Regions from separate parts of the Xenopus laevis genome. Here region 1 is linked to region 2. A link is a contact called in public Hi-C data. All regions are on one chromosome and are shown on one strand. The core of a region is the stretch at or near the end of the contact, and the rest is flanking DNA. Distances in the headings are between cores, read along the strand shown. Region 1 holds the start of tbl1x.L (F-box-like/WD repeat-containing protein TBL1X). Region 2 has its middle 64 kb from the start of tbl1x.L.

Region 1 (3,967 bases), core at 209-2,708, 64 kb before region 2:
AAATGTGTTTTATATTTGGTGCAGCAATCAAAAAGGTACGGCTAAGTAGTTCATTAGCAGAGTTAGTTAGCCTGTGTTTGTGTGTAAGTGAAGCTCCAAAGACAGAAGCAGGAGCTCAGAGAGGGGGGAAAGAGAGACTGGCAGGAAAAAAAAAAAAGATCCACACACTCACACACTCACACATGCACACACACAGACACACACAGAAGACACTGAGCCAGTGACCTCCTAGAGAAAAAAAAAAAAAAATACTATAAACAGACAGATCAACTGACCTGAACTAGTGGAAAACAATAGCATATTTTATTTTCCTTCCTTCTAAGTGTAATAATTTCCTGTTGTTTCCTTTTTGCTTTTAAAAACTCACAAATCAACATTTACAATTTTGTTTGGGGCTTATACATGAAATCCAACCTATCCAATATGATTTAATAACTGTGAAATATCTTCTGCAGGCAATATTTAGCATCAATGACAATGGAGCTGATTAGAGAGCTTGTATTATAGAAAATGGAGCTGGGTGACACTGCACATTCGGCATTTATTATGTTTGAGTGGGGGGAGGGGAGGGAGATGCTGTGCCTGGAGAATTCTTATATACTTTTTATAATTACACATAGAAATGCATGGGCATAAATGCTGCCGTTGGTAGCTGGGGGACTAAATACATATCATTAGATATTATTTCGTCCTTAGAATATGAAAATAAATACAATGTTCTCCAATGTTCATTAAGAAGGCCACATGATAGAAAAACATTCTATTGCTTCTGCAATATTTGCTATCGTATGAAGGCAAACATCTTATTATTACCGATACAATAATTACAACAGTTAAAACACATTGTCATGTATATATTATAATTAATTTGCTACTTGAAATGCTGCACTGAAATAGATCACTATATATATATATATATATATATATATATATATATATATATATATATATATATATATATATATATATATATATATATATATATATATATATATTAAACTAAACAGCAGACAAGAGTTCACAATGGAGTATCACAACCATGTGCCACATAAGTTTCACACTGTGTTTCAGAGACAGAAATAGGAAAATGTTGGACTTACAGGAGCTCCATAATTCTGAATCAGCAGAACATTAAAAAAAATTACTGCTGAAAATCCGATAAAAGTCTTATTTTACAGCCCATATAGTATACGACCCTTTTTCTGATTCTTAACGATTTTGCACAGGTTTTTTCTTAGATCCTTACATATTACCGTGAACAGAGAAAACAAATGAAAATGAGAAGAGTGCCTTAAAAAGCCAGCATAAGTACATGATGCAAGATTGCCTTGGTTACATGTGCTTCCCTTCCCCCATGGCTTGCTGGTGGGAGTGCTGTTTTTTCTGCCTGTAGGGTCACATTGTGGTTGATTGATTCTCCTTTCGCCTTGCTCAGTCATTCAGATTTGGAAAGTAAATAACAAGTTGACATCATTACAGCTCTCTGCATTACTGTGACACATTCCTCTGCTACCACGCAAATACTAATATAAGCGCACGGAAACAGAAATAGATGTCTACGCCCTGGGATTTTTCTGGCATCATTTAGCAGCAGAATACTTTATTATTTTTCCTGAAGGTTTTAAGGATTGCTTTTAAAGCCAAATCATGTTTTTTTCTGCAAAGATATTAACCTTTTACAGAGCTGCTTCAAACTATTTAAGCAATGCAGAAATAAAGAAAAATAGATGAAAAATATAGGATGGTAAATTCAACAAATATCTCAAAATATTTAATATGGGGACCAGACAGCAGCCTAGCCACCCCAATCCTCCCACTGCCTGGCTGCTGGGCCCCCTCCCTTCTCTTTATTCTTTACTTTACTGAAGGTTGGCTGGGCATGGGGGGAGGGACATCTTCATTTCACTTTCCTGCAATAGCAACATCTGCACTTCCTCTTTAAAACAAGATGTTTAACTCTTAAAATTACATGTCCTCATATAACTTCTCTTGTATGTGACTTTTGTCTGCCCATACACAGCGACACTGCTGCTAAGAGGAGTTGAGGAACCCTTTTCAGGTGGCAGCATCCTGCAAGTTGCCCTTGGTGGCAAAAAGCTGTTACTGGTAACTAATAGCCAAAGTGGAATACTTTGGTGTGACTAAGGGAAGCACTTGAAGTCCTGATAAGAATCAGCACTGCTGAAAATGTGGGAAAGTATTGGGTTGCTATCTAGTGCACACCTTTCTGACATCCAGTGCTGACTATAGGTCAATAATGGACATTTCAAGTTCATAATTCATAACAGTAAAGACATACCTAGACCACTTCAGGTCACCCTGCAAAAGAACTTCAGGGGCCCAGTGTGCACTTCAACCTTGAGGCCACAACCCAGCCGCCCGCCCATCCTCCATCCCTCCCTCTTCCCCATCAATCCTCCCTCCTTCTGGGGTCTCCAGCTTTGTGCAGCTGTTGAGTGGGGATAGAAGCAGACCCCGGGTCCCCCTGAGACCAAGGAGTCTGCTTCCTCTATAGTTACGCCACTGAGGAAAGGCCACTTGTAAGGACACTTACTTATTGAGGGGTGCTTACTCATCTTGGTGTAGCCAGGAAAAATACACATCATTGACACTTTCTGTATTTCTCTTTTTATATCATGATCTAGAGTCAAGAGTGCGTTTGTTGTCATTTCATCCATATATGTTTGTACAGTACACAGTGAAACAAAACAACGTTCCTCTAGGACCATGGTGCTACACACAACATAGATGCAAGTGCATGTGCAAAAATATGCAACTCCTGCGAGACAGGACAGCACAGTGCAGGGACAGGACAATACAGTGCACACTCAGCAGATGTAATATGTTAAGTAAATAATGCTAAACATCAGACATGATGGGTATATCATTGTGACATGACAGTAGCAATAACATGATAAAGAACATGACAAATAGAGAACAACTGTATCCAATGGCTATTCATCCATACAATGGCGTACAGTGGCTGCGTAACATTGTAAATGTATTTTCAATGTCAAATGTTTTCAAGTTAGTAACATATTTATTACCAGATCATTTTTTTCCTTGTTCTTACTACCACTACTTAACTCCATGTCCTCAAGTTTCCATTTCAAAGAGAAATAAAACAAAAAAGTAGTCTGCATGTGGTACACATAATATTTTAGGCTTCTTTACCTGACCACCTAGAAGATGTCCCCAGTAGCTCTGTATCTTCTCTTCTGTTTAATGACAGTGCCTAATTGCCAGAGCTTAGGGAGCAACTTACAATATATAGTATATTTAGAATATATATCAACATCACAATATAAGGAAGCTCAGAAATCAGACCATTTTGCATAGAATGTAATACATTTGATCAAATCGTAATCAGCTCCACAGCATCAGTTTGATCAGATGAACCTCATTTTTCCCCTATGCTTAGCTTCTCAAAAGCTGAACATGTGCCTAGTAGGTTCCAAGATGGCAAGCACCTGTGGAGCTTTGAAAGCCTAGGTCATTACTGTTAGATGTCTATATAATTGTTCAATGCATATCAAACCACATACTGTACATGCAAGGTTACATCTGCCAATGAATAGGAAGAGCTCTGCCTTTTACTCCTTTTCTTCTTGGTACAAGTTGCATTATTTCCAGTGTCTGGGAGAGCACACAGACTATCACAAAATGGTGGCTTGGGTAACCCGTTAAAGTCCAGGCTCAGATCTGGACAAATTGTCACTCTCCACTACTACCCAAGGAAGTGGTTGATTCACATTTGGCCAACTGGACCTTCACAGGACTGTTCTGAAAGGTGCTGAATTAATGTGTATTGCATTTAGGGCCAAACTGTAAGTGGAAGCTGTGTAATCTGTTTTCAGGACATTTGGACAAAATTATAATGTTTGCCAGCAACATGTGGAGCTATTGTTATTATCCTTTACTCAAGTTCCTCCAGCATATTCCACAGTAGAGACTTGCACTGGTTTGT
Region 2 (4,026 bases), core at 1,430-3,929:
AGAACCCAGGGTAATGCTTTCACTCAGAAAGAGTCTCACTTAAATGCAGATGGAGTGCCTATACATCACTTCAGAAAAACTTTGTAATTTATTGTGCCATAACTAGGACTGGATTAATGTGAGTAGGGGCAGTTATATGCAAACAACATCATTTCCCCATGATCATTGCGTATTTATGATTTATTTTACAGTGCTGCATAGATATGTAGCGCCACATAAATAAAAATATACACATATACATGTATTGATATATTTATTATCCATTATGGGGGGTTATTTATCAAGGTACTGTTGTTGGAGGGTTTTTTTTAGTCAAAAAATTAAACAAATAAATGTAATTTCTCAAGATTTATTATAACCCATACCTGAATCCGAAAATACACCATCTAAAACCTGTCAAGGGCATGCAGAAGTCAGTGGCAGAGGTCCCTTGGACAATTTGAGGATGTTAATAGCCTTCATGATGTTTGAGGTTTTTTTCGGTGGGATTCGCTCGAAAATTTGATAAATTCAAATGATTTGAGTTTTTTCCACCAAAACACAATCAATTTGATCATTCGAGTTTTTCACCCCGACTACACTGATTCAAGTTTTTTCTTAAATTCGTTGTGAGCTCATTTGAGGCCTAAAAATGCTCTCAAAGCTCTAAAATTCGACCTTTGATAAATAAGCCTAATACATAACATATTAACATAGGATGTAGGAAACAACTAGTGTACCTTGAGAAAACACATTTATACACACAGGAAGAACATACACATGAAAGTGGCAGCTGAATTGATAAGCCCCTCCCTGCAAAGCAACCCTACCATTCCCCTTCATTTAATAACACAACAGATCATTTGAATCTTTTGGGTGGAAAAGGGCAGCAGCTTGTTTGTACAAGGCACATAAAAAGCAAACATTTGAATATCCAGAAAAATCCAAAAATTTAAAAGCCAAGTATACCATGCTATTAAAATCATTAGCTTTTAATCTACTTTAGCAGTTTAAGGCTGAGATCAATTACAACTAGGGTTGCCACCTGGCCGGTATTTTACCGTCTAGCCAGTAAAAATGATACTTGATAATGTTATTAATAGGAAAAAAACGGCAAGAATATAGGAAGGCCAGAAAAGGTAGCGAACCCTAATTACAACGTATAATCAAAGGGAGGTTAGTCTGCCTGTATTCCTATACCCAACTCTCCCCCATAATTCATGCCCATGCCAGGTCTGACCTTATACCCTTTGTTCCTCCTCTCACAAGCTATGGCCCTAGGGGAGCCGCTTCCATTGCTGCTATTATTACTAACTGTCAAGAACTTTCTGCTCTCCCACTACCCTTATATCATTGGGTAGACAGGGGCCTCCAAACCCCCTTCCTCTCTCTTTTTTTAACCCTCTATTCATTGTGCTGTATAAAAGGGTGCAAACGCTGGAGATGTTGCCCATAGCAACCAATCAGATCTTTGCTTTTGTTTTTTAAACTTGTGACTGTAATTTTATTGCTTATTGACTGCTATAGGCAACATCGCCGGTAATGTTTTACACAGCATGATTAATAGGCCCCTAAGGGTTAACAAGAGAGAGGAAGTGGGTTTGTAGGCCTCTAGTTAGTTGAGATGAAGTTAGACGAGGAAAAAAATACTGGCCGTCCTATATATTTATCTGTTTTCCCTATTAATAACATTGGGATCAACCATCATTTTTACCAGTCAGGCTGGTAAAATACTGGCCAGGTGGCAACACTAAAGGGTACTGGGAGAGTAGAAAGCAGTAACTCATGCCTCCCTAGCAGCTCCCTTAAACTACATTGCCCACAATACCTATTGCTTTAACAGCCTGGTTCTTCTTCCTAGACCTGTCAGGGCAGGACTACACGACCGATTCCGCCGCGATCGTAAAATCGCAGGCGTCACGTCGGATGCAATGGAAACAAGGTAAGTAATGGCAGTGTCGGATCGTGTCGCATTGTTGATGCATCCGACAGTCGTATCGCGTCGCATCAATGCAGCGACACGATGCGACAATTGAATTACTTACCTTATTTCCATCGCATTTTGCGCAGTGCGTCGGAATCGGCCGTGTAGTCCTGCCTTTAAGGTGCTATAATTTCCCAGATCCTGACGCATTCTTTTTGGACCAACTCCCTATGCAGAATCAAACCCACAGCCCCCATACCGCAAAGCAGCAATGATGGTTTTGTCAGTTTTATTGTCAACCTCTTACTTTTCCTGAAAGCAACATTTAGAAATGCTCTTTTATTTTGTATTTCTTCATAGGAATGGTCTGTTTCTCCTATAAAGATGAATTTGGTCTGTAGGATAAACAACCCTGCTTTAATGCAACTGGAACTGTAATTGTCTTTTTTCTAATTCAACTGAGAGTATTTATATAGTTCTTGGGTTTTAGCGTTTACTAGTAATGACACACATACATATTGTACACATTAATTCATATAGTCACTGATACAATTTACTGTATGGTGTCAGTTTCTGAACCTGAACACATACATCTGATCAAAGTGCCCTGCTATTCTAAACTTGTTGGTAATTCTTTCTTCCTGCTCTGGGAGCTGGCGTTGACCTCTTAACAAAGAACAGGTTCAATCTGCTTCCCCTCCTCCACCCTGGGAGACTGATGAGGGTCACATGACCTTTGTAGTAGACAGCACAGAATTTGGATGGTAGTTTGTGTTGGTGGGGGAGGGGAACTGGCGGCTCTCACAGAATGCTTGTACTGGAAGCTGGGAGGGGAGGGGAAAGACTAGCTCAGACCAGCTTCATTCCACAGACTCATTAAGATGCAAATGCCAAATATTTTTACCAGACACACTGTATAAATTTACAGTTTCCTTTTCAGCTTTATGCAGAGTTAAAAAAAAAAATGAAGGCCTTTGCTATTTAATAGATGCACAATTTTACTTCTCATTTAAGGCTTAGAAAGATTAAATAACAAAGTCATAATCTGGGCCATGTTTAATAATGCTTTCTTTTAGACAAATGTGATGTGTGAGCTAGCCCTGCTAATAATGGCAGCTTTATAGATTTGAGCAAAGCTTTTATAGCATGTAACGACTCAACATGGAACGAAAATGAATGTATGCTATGAATCGAAAAGGTTTAAAAATGAATGCTTTATGGGCTATTGAAATGAATGGTTAATACAGAGGAAGAGTATGATCAAACAGAGATAACTTCTGCATTGTTTTTACATAGATTATATGTATGAATGATGTTGTCTTAAAGGAAAACCATACCCCCCAAACAATGTAGGTCTCTATAAAATGATATTGCATAAAACAGCTCATATGTAAAACCCTGCTTCATGTAAATAAACCATTTTCATAAGAATATACTTTTTTAGCAGTATGTGCCATTGAGTAATCATAAATAGAAAATTGTAATTTTAAAAAATAAGTGCCGCCCCCTGGGACCGAACGATTCACTGTGCACACAAACATACCAACAAACCATACTTCTTAGGTTACATGAGCCAATTAACTAGTTCTGTCTTTTGCTTCAACACTTCTTCCTGTTACAGTTAGAGTTAGAGTTGTAGTATTTCTGGTCAGGTGATCTCTGAGGCAGCACAGAGACCATCACAAAATGGTGGCACAAGGCAAGAGATGTAAAAGAGCAATATTTATTTAAATATATAGACCAGTTTGGTAAGATTCTTTAATATGTAATAAGATGTAAACTATGTAAAGATGTAAACTATCTGTTGCTTAAGTGTTCATTTTGGGGGCATAATTTTCCTTTAACCTTCTTTAGTGTTTGTTTTCAATACTGATTTTTTTTTATTACTATGTCCATGGCACCCTAGACATATTCTACAATGGTGTATTTCTACCAAGGAGAAAAGCCTATCACTACTTTGGCTGCCTGCTATAGTCAGTATTTGATTTCAGCCCAAAACCAGCAGAATCCATATGTCACCTGCATTGCCTTTTACTTCCATTGCAGTCGGCCCCAGATAGGGCTGCCACCCGGCCAGTATTTGACTGGCCTAGCAGACAAAAATACAGGCAATTTATTTGCTG

The links. A called contact is a pair of places that touch in the nucleus more often than the background predicts.
Region 1: a Hi-C map of the XTC cell line shows a contact between it and region 2, with 3 times the contacts expected there. The contact joins the promoter of tbl1x.L here to the enhancer-like site in region 2. A contact is called at or near these places in 2 of 4 Hi-C or Micro-C datasets (the XL177 cell line and the XTC cell line).

What each region holds. Positions count from the first base shown.
Region 1 is chr2L:79,367,899-79,371,865 of Xenopus_laevis_v10.1, reverse strand. It overlaps tbl1x.L (F-box-like/WD repeat-containing protein TBL1X), which reads right to left and starts at 1,458. Exons shown (of 16, transcript XM_041582081.1): 1 at 1,101-1,458.
Region 2 is chr2L:79,304,679-79,308,704 of Xenopus_laevis_v10.1, reverse strand. No RefSeq gene overlaps it. Among protein-coding and RNA genes, the nearest start is that of tbl1x.L, 64 kb to the left of the region's middle. Within about 2 kb of position 2,679, at least 5 of the 7 cell types and tissues checked have an H3K27ac peak or open chromatin away from gene starts, as enhancers often do.